Linked DNA regions of Anser cygnoides: region 1 is linked to region 2. The links are chromatin contacts, called in public Hi-C maps. All regions are on one chromosome and are shown on one strand. The core of a region is the stretch at or near the end of the contact, and the rest is flanking DNA. Distances in the headings are between cores, read along the strand shown.

Evidence for each region. A called contact is a pair of places that touch in the nucleus more often than the background predicts.
Region 1: a contact with region 2 is called in a Hi-C map of liver, with 9 times the contacts expected there. The contact joins the promoter of SPCS2 here to the promoter of MRPL48 in region 2. A contact is called at or near these places in 2 of 7 Hi-C or Micro-C datasets (both in liver).

Annotation. Positions count from the first base shown.
Region 1 is chr1:211,266,395-211,270,391 of Taihu_goose_T2T_genome, reverse strand. It overlaps SPCS2 (signal peptidase complex subunit 2), which reads left to right and starts at 1,861. Exons shown (of 5, transcript XM_066990066.1): 1 at 1,861-2,178. The coding sequence starts at 1,876. XRRA1 (X-ray radiation resistance associated 1) reads right to left here and starts at 554. Exons shown (of 18, transcript XR_010828472.1): 1 at 1-554.
Region 2 is chr1:211,128,650-211,132,908 of Taihu_goose_T2T_genome, reverse strand. It overlaps MRPL48 (mitochondrial ribosomal protein L48), which reads right to left and starts at 1,285. Exons shown (of 8, transcript XM_048047981.2): 1 at 1,094-1,285; 2 at 167-219. The coding sequence starts at 1,114.

The sequences.
Region 1 (3,997 bases), core at 612-3,111, 140 kb before region 2:
AGTGCAGAAGTTTCTGCTAGCATCCAACCTAAACCTGCCAGGCTGCAATTTTTTACCTCATTATACCATCTGCCACTACTAAGAGGAGTCTGGCTTCGTTGTCTTTGTAGCTGTGCTTCAGGCAGCTGTAAGCCCCAGTCTGGTCTCCCCTTGGTCTCCTCTTGGCAAGAGGAAACAAGCTCAGAGCCCTCAACCTCTCCTAAAGGGTTACGTGTTCCAGCCCCAACCAGCCCTGTAGACCTCTTCGCTATTTCTCAAATATTAGAAGGCATTTCTGCCATTCCTAAGCATTTCACAGATGTGACTCTCAAACCCCAGAGACGAAGAAGCTCTGGCTCAGAACAACTGATGAAGAACCATGCCGTGCTATCCATGTGCCTTTCCTGAAGCTTAGATGTTGCTTCCCCCCTGCCATAATGTTGAGATGTCTGCTGGAGTTCTTATTGAACAGATGCCTTAAAGATTCTGCCCTCTTCATTTCAGTCTTAAACAATTTTAAGACTTTTTTTAGGCCAGTTTAGGCATAGCTTTAAGTTCTGTTATCTGGGTTATCAGCTGTGATGTTGATGCAGAAAACCACAGCTAAATGTATCTGGCATGGCTGGTGGATCTGCCCCTGTGGGCATGCCATAATTCTGCAGGGTGACTTCGCCAGCAGCAGTCAGCGTCACTTCTTTACTGTTGTGCAAAATGTTTCTGGCAGGAAAGCAGTTCGTGGCATAATTGCTTCCATCACCCATTTTATAGAGTCCGGTTGTAGCCATCTCGACTGCAGTATTCCTGGGAAAAGTGGGAAATAAATAAATGAGTTAAATTTTTCACTACTTCCAGCATTACTTTGCTTTAAGCAGCTCTTTACAGAGGTAGTCACAAATTAAGTATCGGCTTGTACGCAAAGGAACACTGTTAGTGCCACATGAAGAGCATCGCTTCTAAAATGGAGAACAAAATGAGGTGATAGGCATATGTGCATTATTTTCCATCTCAGGAGAGCAAAATGCAGACACCAGAGAGCGTGCGGGTCAGGCTGTGTGGACGGTGACTCAGGGGATTGCGGCTTTACCCATTCCTCCTTCCCCCGGCTCTTTTCCCTTGCAATCTGAGGAGGCTCTGGGAAAAAAAATCACCCACCTTTCAGTCCTTGGAAATACAGTTCGGGGGTGCTACATCAGTAATTAACTGTAGCATGAAGCACAGCACCATCGGTACGGGTAACGATGGTGCTTCAGCACCCACGGAGGTGCTCAGCGCCATGCTGGCACTGCTGGGTGGCACAGCGGCGAGATGGTGGTGGCACAGGGCATGCCAGGGGCACGCAGCTGCCCGTGTGACTTGTGAAAAAATACCTTTAAATCTCAGGACTTCTGAGGCCTTGCTTCACGGGGGTACAGAGGAAGGAGACTGGGAATTTGACATCACAGGAATGTGAGGAAATTGAGCCAAAAGCACGGGTAAGGTACAGGTGTGCTGGAAATTAGGTGCCTTGTGGTGAGCGGGTCACGTTAGGAAATCTTCAAGGAGGTTCAGGCGTTTATGAAAAACGCATGAGACTTGTTTCTCTGTCAGCTTAAGGTCGGACTAGGCGATCTTGGAGAACTTTTCCGACCTAAAAGATTTGGCGTGTCTCTGACCAGCAGCCCCCAGCATCCCCACCCGCCCGCGCCACCGCTCCCCACGCACACCCCACTCACAGCCCACCTTGCACACGCGCCTCCCTCAGTCCTGACACACTCGTGTACGTCCCCTACAGCGCCCCAGACACCCAGCACGCCCACACACACCGGCACCGCATGAACACCCACATGCACGGAACAGCACCACACGTAACCCCGCCTGAACACCCCCACACAACTCCCGCAGCCCCACACGGCCCAGATGCACCCCGACACTTCAATCCGTGCGCCCACAGCACTCGTCACCCCCCTTCCTCACCCCACAGACCCGGCGCCGCCCGCCCTCTTCCCCCTCTCCCCCCTCGGCCTCCGCGCCGCGCCCGCCATCTTCTCCCCCTCCCCTCGCCGCGCCGTCGCCATGGCAACGGGAGGGGGGGCAGAAAACTACAACTCCCAGCGTGCCTCGCGCGGCCAATCCGCAGCGCCCAGGTCGGCGGAGGAGGAGGAGGAGGAGGGAGGCGAGAAGATGGCGGCCAAAGGCGGCAGGAACGGGCTGCTCGACAAGGTGCGGGGCGGGACGGGGGAGCTCCAGGCGGCCTGCCAGGGCCTGCAGGGGGGGCAGGGAAGCTGGGGAGGGACTCTTTGTCAGGGCTGGGGGGACAGGACGAGGGGCACCGGCTGGAGCCTGGCAGGGGGGAGGCTTCGGGGAGGCGTTGGGAAGAAATTCTTCCCTCTGAGGGCGCTGAGGGCCTGGCCCAGGCTGCCCAGAGGGGCTGGGGGTGCCCAGGCTGAGAGGGCTTTAGGGCCCCTTCCACCCCAGACCCCTCCCTGGTCCCCCTTCGGAGCAGCAGCTTTGCTCGCAGCCCGGTTTCAGGTGCTCGTGGCGCAGCCCCTTTGTTGTGTCTGGGGGTTGCTGGGCCCTGCTGGCAGGCAAAACTAAAGATCTGGGGGCGTTTTATTCCCTTTTATTCCCGAGAAGACAAAAGCAGCTGCCCCTGTGTCAGGGCGTATCTACAGAGTGGCGTATGTGGCATCTTCCGCTCAACTTCAAAAGAAGGCCGGCTGCACTTGGAAACGCTTTAACTCTATTTTCATTTCTATTTTCATTAATCTCTATATACTCCTAATTCCTAAAGAGCGCCGTTTCCTCGTGTCTGCTGAAGCTGAGGTCACCCTTGCTGCGTATCTGCTGAAGTCACCCTCGCTGTATGCAACGTCTGGTGGCGTTTCTTTAAAATGGTCAGCTAACCCCCTAAGTAAATTCTTTTAGGGGACGGTGCCGGCAAAATATCTCCGGACGTCTCCCGCAGGTGTGCTCGGCTTGCAGCTCTGAAACGAGAGCGCTTTGTGGTTACGCTGCAGGAACTTAACAAGTGTCACGCTCTCGAGGCATCCCCGCGCCCTCCGCCACGTGCCGTGTGTCCGAGCGCCGGTTATTTCGGAAGGAAATGAGATCGTTGGTGAGGGAAAGGCACTGCTGCTGCGGGAGCTGAATCGCTCCGGAAGGACTCACTGAGAAGTTCCATCAGGGTTTGTGCACGAAGCACGTGTGCACGCTTGAGTCTGCTCTGTTTTCCTCTCCCTTTCTTCCCAGTGCTGGTCCATGCGCCTTCATTTCCTCCCCCTTGATGACTTAGATGAAGTCTGACCGTTTTCGGGAACCGGGCTATCTGTTGCAGAGGTATCACCTGGAAAATTGTCTTCTCAGTCCCTAATTGCTCACGTTTTTCTCAAATTGAAAAACAGCGCCTCAACGCCAAGGCTTTAAAGTCCTACAACAGGCTGCTTGTTTCACGTACCTGTTTGTACTTTGCTGGTAAGCTGAATCAGGGGGAGTTTAGGAAGACAGGCACGTTAATTACCTGCTTTTTTCCCCGCTTTCTTTTGTCCTTCTCATGTTCTTTCAGTGTCCGTGAAAATCAGGTAGCTCCTCCTGACCTCACGTAACCAGGGCCACCCCGGAGCGCGCGCTGGCTGACTTCAGGCTGGCGTGACAGCGACTCTCGGGTCCTCAGCACCTTGAGGTTTCACCATTTTATTTCTCTGAGCTGCCAGCAGCGCGGCACCGAGTTCTTAACCAGAGCCTCAGCCCTTTTTTTTAGGTTTCGTAAGCCACATCCTGGTTCCCAGCTGCTGCGGATGTTCCTTCGAGGCCTGTTAGAAGTTCCTGATCGTAGGGTTTAAGAAGGGGAAGCTGTTTTCTTTCCGCCCTTCTACTAGAAAACACAGATCAGGTGCAATGCAGGGATATTACTCTCCTTGAAGAGCTTAGGTAGCCTGCGCTGGTGTTGATATTGCAGTGGCAACAAATCTTTGTTACTCTGTGGCTTGATTGTTTATGTTTGCAATACCCAAACCGTGCCGTAAACTTCCGAGCGAGATTC
Region 2 (4,259 bases), core at 36-2,535:
CCTGATTTCAGCTGAAAGTCTTCCCTCCACAATCAGAAAACTTTCCTTATCAAGAAGTACTTTTTAAAATCGCGTATGTCTTCTGACCCAGTCTGTAGCAGCGATCAAGTGTTCTTAACCCCTTATGCTGTGTTTTGTTTAACAGATTTGATTTCAAACCACTCACCTGCTAAGAGCGAACACCTGCTTCAGCAGCATTCCCTTCTTCAGGCACAGCACCTGCACCGCAGTCACAAAGCAAGCTCGGTGAATTTTCAGCGGCGCCTCCCAGAACATACCCCTCGAAACAACACCCCAAACCCTCCGAACGCGCCAACAAACCTCCCGATCCACCCACGGCTACCGCTCCCCACAACACCACCGCCACGCAGAGGGAAGTGACAAAGGAGGAGGGTGATGGTGACTACGACGAGGTTCTCCCGCACCCCCCTCACCTTCCTTTGAAGGAGTCGGGGTTGGAGATCCTCCTCCCTGCGGTTACAGATCCCACTCGCCCCTCGCACCGCCCCAACGTCTCCGGGCTACAACGGTCACGCGAACAACCCTTGCGCTTGCCCCAGCTCCGCGCGGACCAGCGACAACGCAGCTCGGCCATGGCGGAGCGAAAAAGGGAGCGTTGCTCTGCCGTCACCACAGCCCTGGTGGGCTGCATCTGGTTGACACCCTCGCCTCGCCACCAGAGAGATACGGCGTGGGGAGGACCGGAGAGCTGAAGGGTCCCCGATGGTGGTGACAGGGCTGGGGGCTGTCCTGGACCCTGTGGCACTGGGGTGGTCCCTGGGCTCCCAGGGAGGGGTGGGGAGGCCCTACACCTCCAGACCCATCACCAGTAACAGAATCTGGGCCTGTCACAGAATCATTAAGGTTGGAAAAGCTCTCCAAGATCATCTGGCCCAACACCCCCCTACCACCACTGTCCCCCACCAAACCATGTCCCCAAGCACCACGTCCAGCCTTGCCTTGAACACCCCCAGGGACGGGGACTCCACCACCTCCCTGGGCAACCCGTCCCAACGCCTGACGGCCCTTTCTGAGAAGAAATGTCTCCTCATTTCTCCTAATTTCCGACCTAATCCACCTCCCACCCCATTACCTTGGACCCCGCCGCGCTCATCCCCACAGAGCCGCGTCCGCCGCCCAAAGCGCTCCCCCCGCACCCCGCGGCCCCCGCCCCGCGTTCCGCCGCCTGTCCCCTTTCCTTTTGGGGCGTTATAGGGCGAAACCCCGGCGGTGGGGGAGCCGCAGGGGGATGGAGGAGGGATGGCGGCAGGCAGCGGGGGCTGCGTGGGGAAAATGTCTGCTTGTGCTGACGGGGGAGGGCAGAGACCGCCATAACGGGCATTTGTACAGCGCAGGAGCAAACAGGGGACACTCCTGCTGCGTAGAAGGGAAAACACACTATCCCTGTCCCTATCTTTGTCCCTGTTTTTGTCTCTGTCCCTGTCTTTGTCTTTGTTCCTATCCCTGTCTTTGTCCCTATCCCTGTCCTTGCCCCCACACCAGGGCCAGCGCAGCGCACCCAACCCTGCCCGCTCGCCGCTTCGCCTCGCTACCCGCCGCCCGCCCCCGCGGTCTGATTGGCCCTCCTCCTCGCTTCTTGCAGCGTGATTGGCCTTCCCCTCTCTTCTCGCAATCCGATTGGTTCTCTGCTGTGTCCATCAATACCAGCCGGACGCCGTTGCGTCGCGGCTCGGCGGCCATGTTGAGTGTGGCACGCTGAGCGCAGCCAGCCAGGCCCCGCCCCAGCGCCGAGCGGCGGCCATCTTGAGTGTGGCCCGCGCGGCGGCGGCCATGTTAGGGCGGCGCAGGGGCGCTGTGAGGGGAGCGGGGCTGTGGGGCTGGCAGCCATGGGGTCGTCCCTGTCAGCCCTCAGGCGGCCCAGCTCCGTCCCCTCCGGCTGTAGGATCACAGCCAGCACCCAGCAGGCTCCCCCCAGGCTCCTTCTCCTGCCTGAAGGGCGCTTGGGGTCGTCCTGGGCTGAGGGGATGCTCCTAAAGCTATCGGGGGCAGCCCTGCTGCCCAGAGCACAGAAAAGTTTTATTTTTAGTGCTTGCAGAGGCAGGACCGGACCTTAGCCCTTAGTAAACATCCACGTAGCAGTTACAGGGTCAGCTGTGTCCACGCTGGCAGGAGGCCAGGGGCCTCGAGCCTGAAGGAGGAGGATTGAACGGCACTGGGGGCCTGCAGCAGGCACGCGTGTGGCCTGTGGGAGAAATAAACACGATTTTATTTTTTTTTGAAGCAGGGTGCTCTGCTGAGGTAAATCCTGCCTTACTGCCCGCACTTTTACCCCTGTTTCTGTCCCTCTCAAGGCAATTCCCTAAAATATTTTAAATGGAAAGAGTGGGGCTGGCAGGAGCCTCTCTGATTTATATATAATGCCTGTTTATCGCTGAGGGGAGGTAGGCGAGGAGGTCTGCCTGGAAAAAACAACACAGTCACACCTTGATTCCTCTTAAACAACAGCAAAGAAAGGTATCAGCTCCTTACAGTTTAATGGAACTGAAGAGACCCTCGCAGGGTCTTGGCTGTCCCTGGCACCCTTCTTAGCCCTCTGCTGCTCCTCTTTTTCACCAACCCAAACCTTAATTTCCCCGAAGCTCTTCCCCACACTTCAACCTGGCCCCAATTTCCCCGTTCTTGCCTGGCAGACGCTCCTGGGGCTGAGCCCCCATCTCAGCGCCCTCCCTCCCGGGCAGCAGCTGCCTGGCAGCGTGGTTTCAGGGCAGGATTTAAAGCCCCGCGGACCGATCGCTGCCCCGATCGCTTTTGGCTGGAGCTGGCAGGGCTCCTGATGGACTTTCTCACTCTCTCTTTAGAGTTTCATCAGCGTTCGTTGGCACGGCAAATCTCCGCAGCCGAGCAGACTCGCGTGTCTGCTTCCTGCTCCGTCATCCACCCTGCCGGCCCCTGCCCTCGCTTGCTGAGCGCACGGAGCTCCCAACGCGCCCTCGACACCCCCAGGTATGCATGGAGGGAGGAGGAGAAAGGTGAGAGAACAAGGTCCACGCAAAAACAGAGCCCAGGTGGGCTTTATGCCGTGCGCAGGGCTGTTCTGTCCCCTCCACCCACGGTCTGGGCTCAGCACCACCTTCGCGTTCAGCCTGCCTGCTTTGCGAGGACGCGGGCTCCCAGACCTGAGCCGTGTTTTCGTGGCACTCCCTGGACACGACAAAGCTGCTCGTGTGGACCAGATGTTGTCCTGCCCTTTGATCACTCCTCCGCAGCCCCAGGCAGGGCCACCTTGGCAGTGACGCTTGTTTGATAACCCCAAGGCGCTTTCAGCGAGGAGCGCTGCTGGAGTTTGAGCTGGGTTCAGACCTACGCTCCCATTCCAGGAGGGCTGGGCTTCTCCTCGGGTAAACTTTGAAGCCGTGGACGCAAGGCCGTGCTTGAGGAGGGACGGCTGTGCCTCGAGGGGAATTAACCGACCCCATTAATTTACGGGGTGAGGCCGTGACAAGCGCTGCAATTACGAGCGTGTCGTGCCCACGATGGTGCTTTATTCCATGGCCTCAAATGCTGGATGTTCCTGGAGGGGAGCTATAACCCCCCTCGATTCCCTTTAATACCTCTCCCCTCATGGGCACTAACCTTTTGGCCATCCACGACACATTTCTGAGCATGGAGCATTGCCCCAGACCGAGCTCGGGGTACAGCAATCCCTGCGAAACACACAACAGGAATCCCCCCCCATCTCCTAGCGGCCTACACGTCTCAGGGAAACAAAGAGTCCACCCCTTAATTGCAGAGTTTCCACGAGGTCTGCCTCAGACTGATGAATTTTAAGGCCAAAAGGGACTGTTAAATGACGTAATCTGGTTTCCTGCAGGTTGCAGGCTATAGATTGCCGCAGCCTTACAGCTGTATGGAAGCAGATCACCCCGGGTTTGACGAAAGCATCTTTCTCACAAAGGCTCCTGCTCTTGATTTCGCCTGGATACAAAGAGAGCTCTGCTCCTGGCAGCTTGTTCTGCCAGCCGAGAGCGCACTCAGTTAAAAACGCGGCCCTTATTTCCACCGTGAACGTGCCCCGGCTCCTGCTCCCAGCCGCCGCTTCTTGTCGTGCCTTTCTTTGCCTCGTGAATCGTTTCCGAGCCAGGTAACCCAACACCTGCTGAGGCTGTTTCCAGGAGCGGAGCCTGCTTTGCTTTTTTTTTTTTTTGTGACTGTTGGAAAAAGAAACAAAGGTTTTCGCATTGTTCCTTTCCCCCGGTGGGGGACTAAACCCAAAACTCTGTAACCCCCTTCTCTGTACA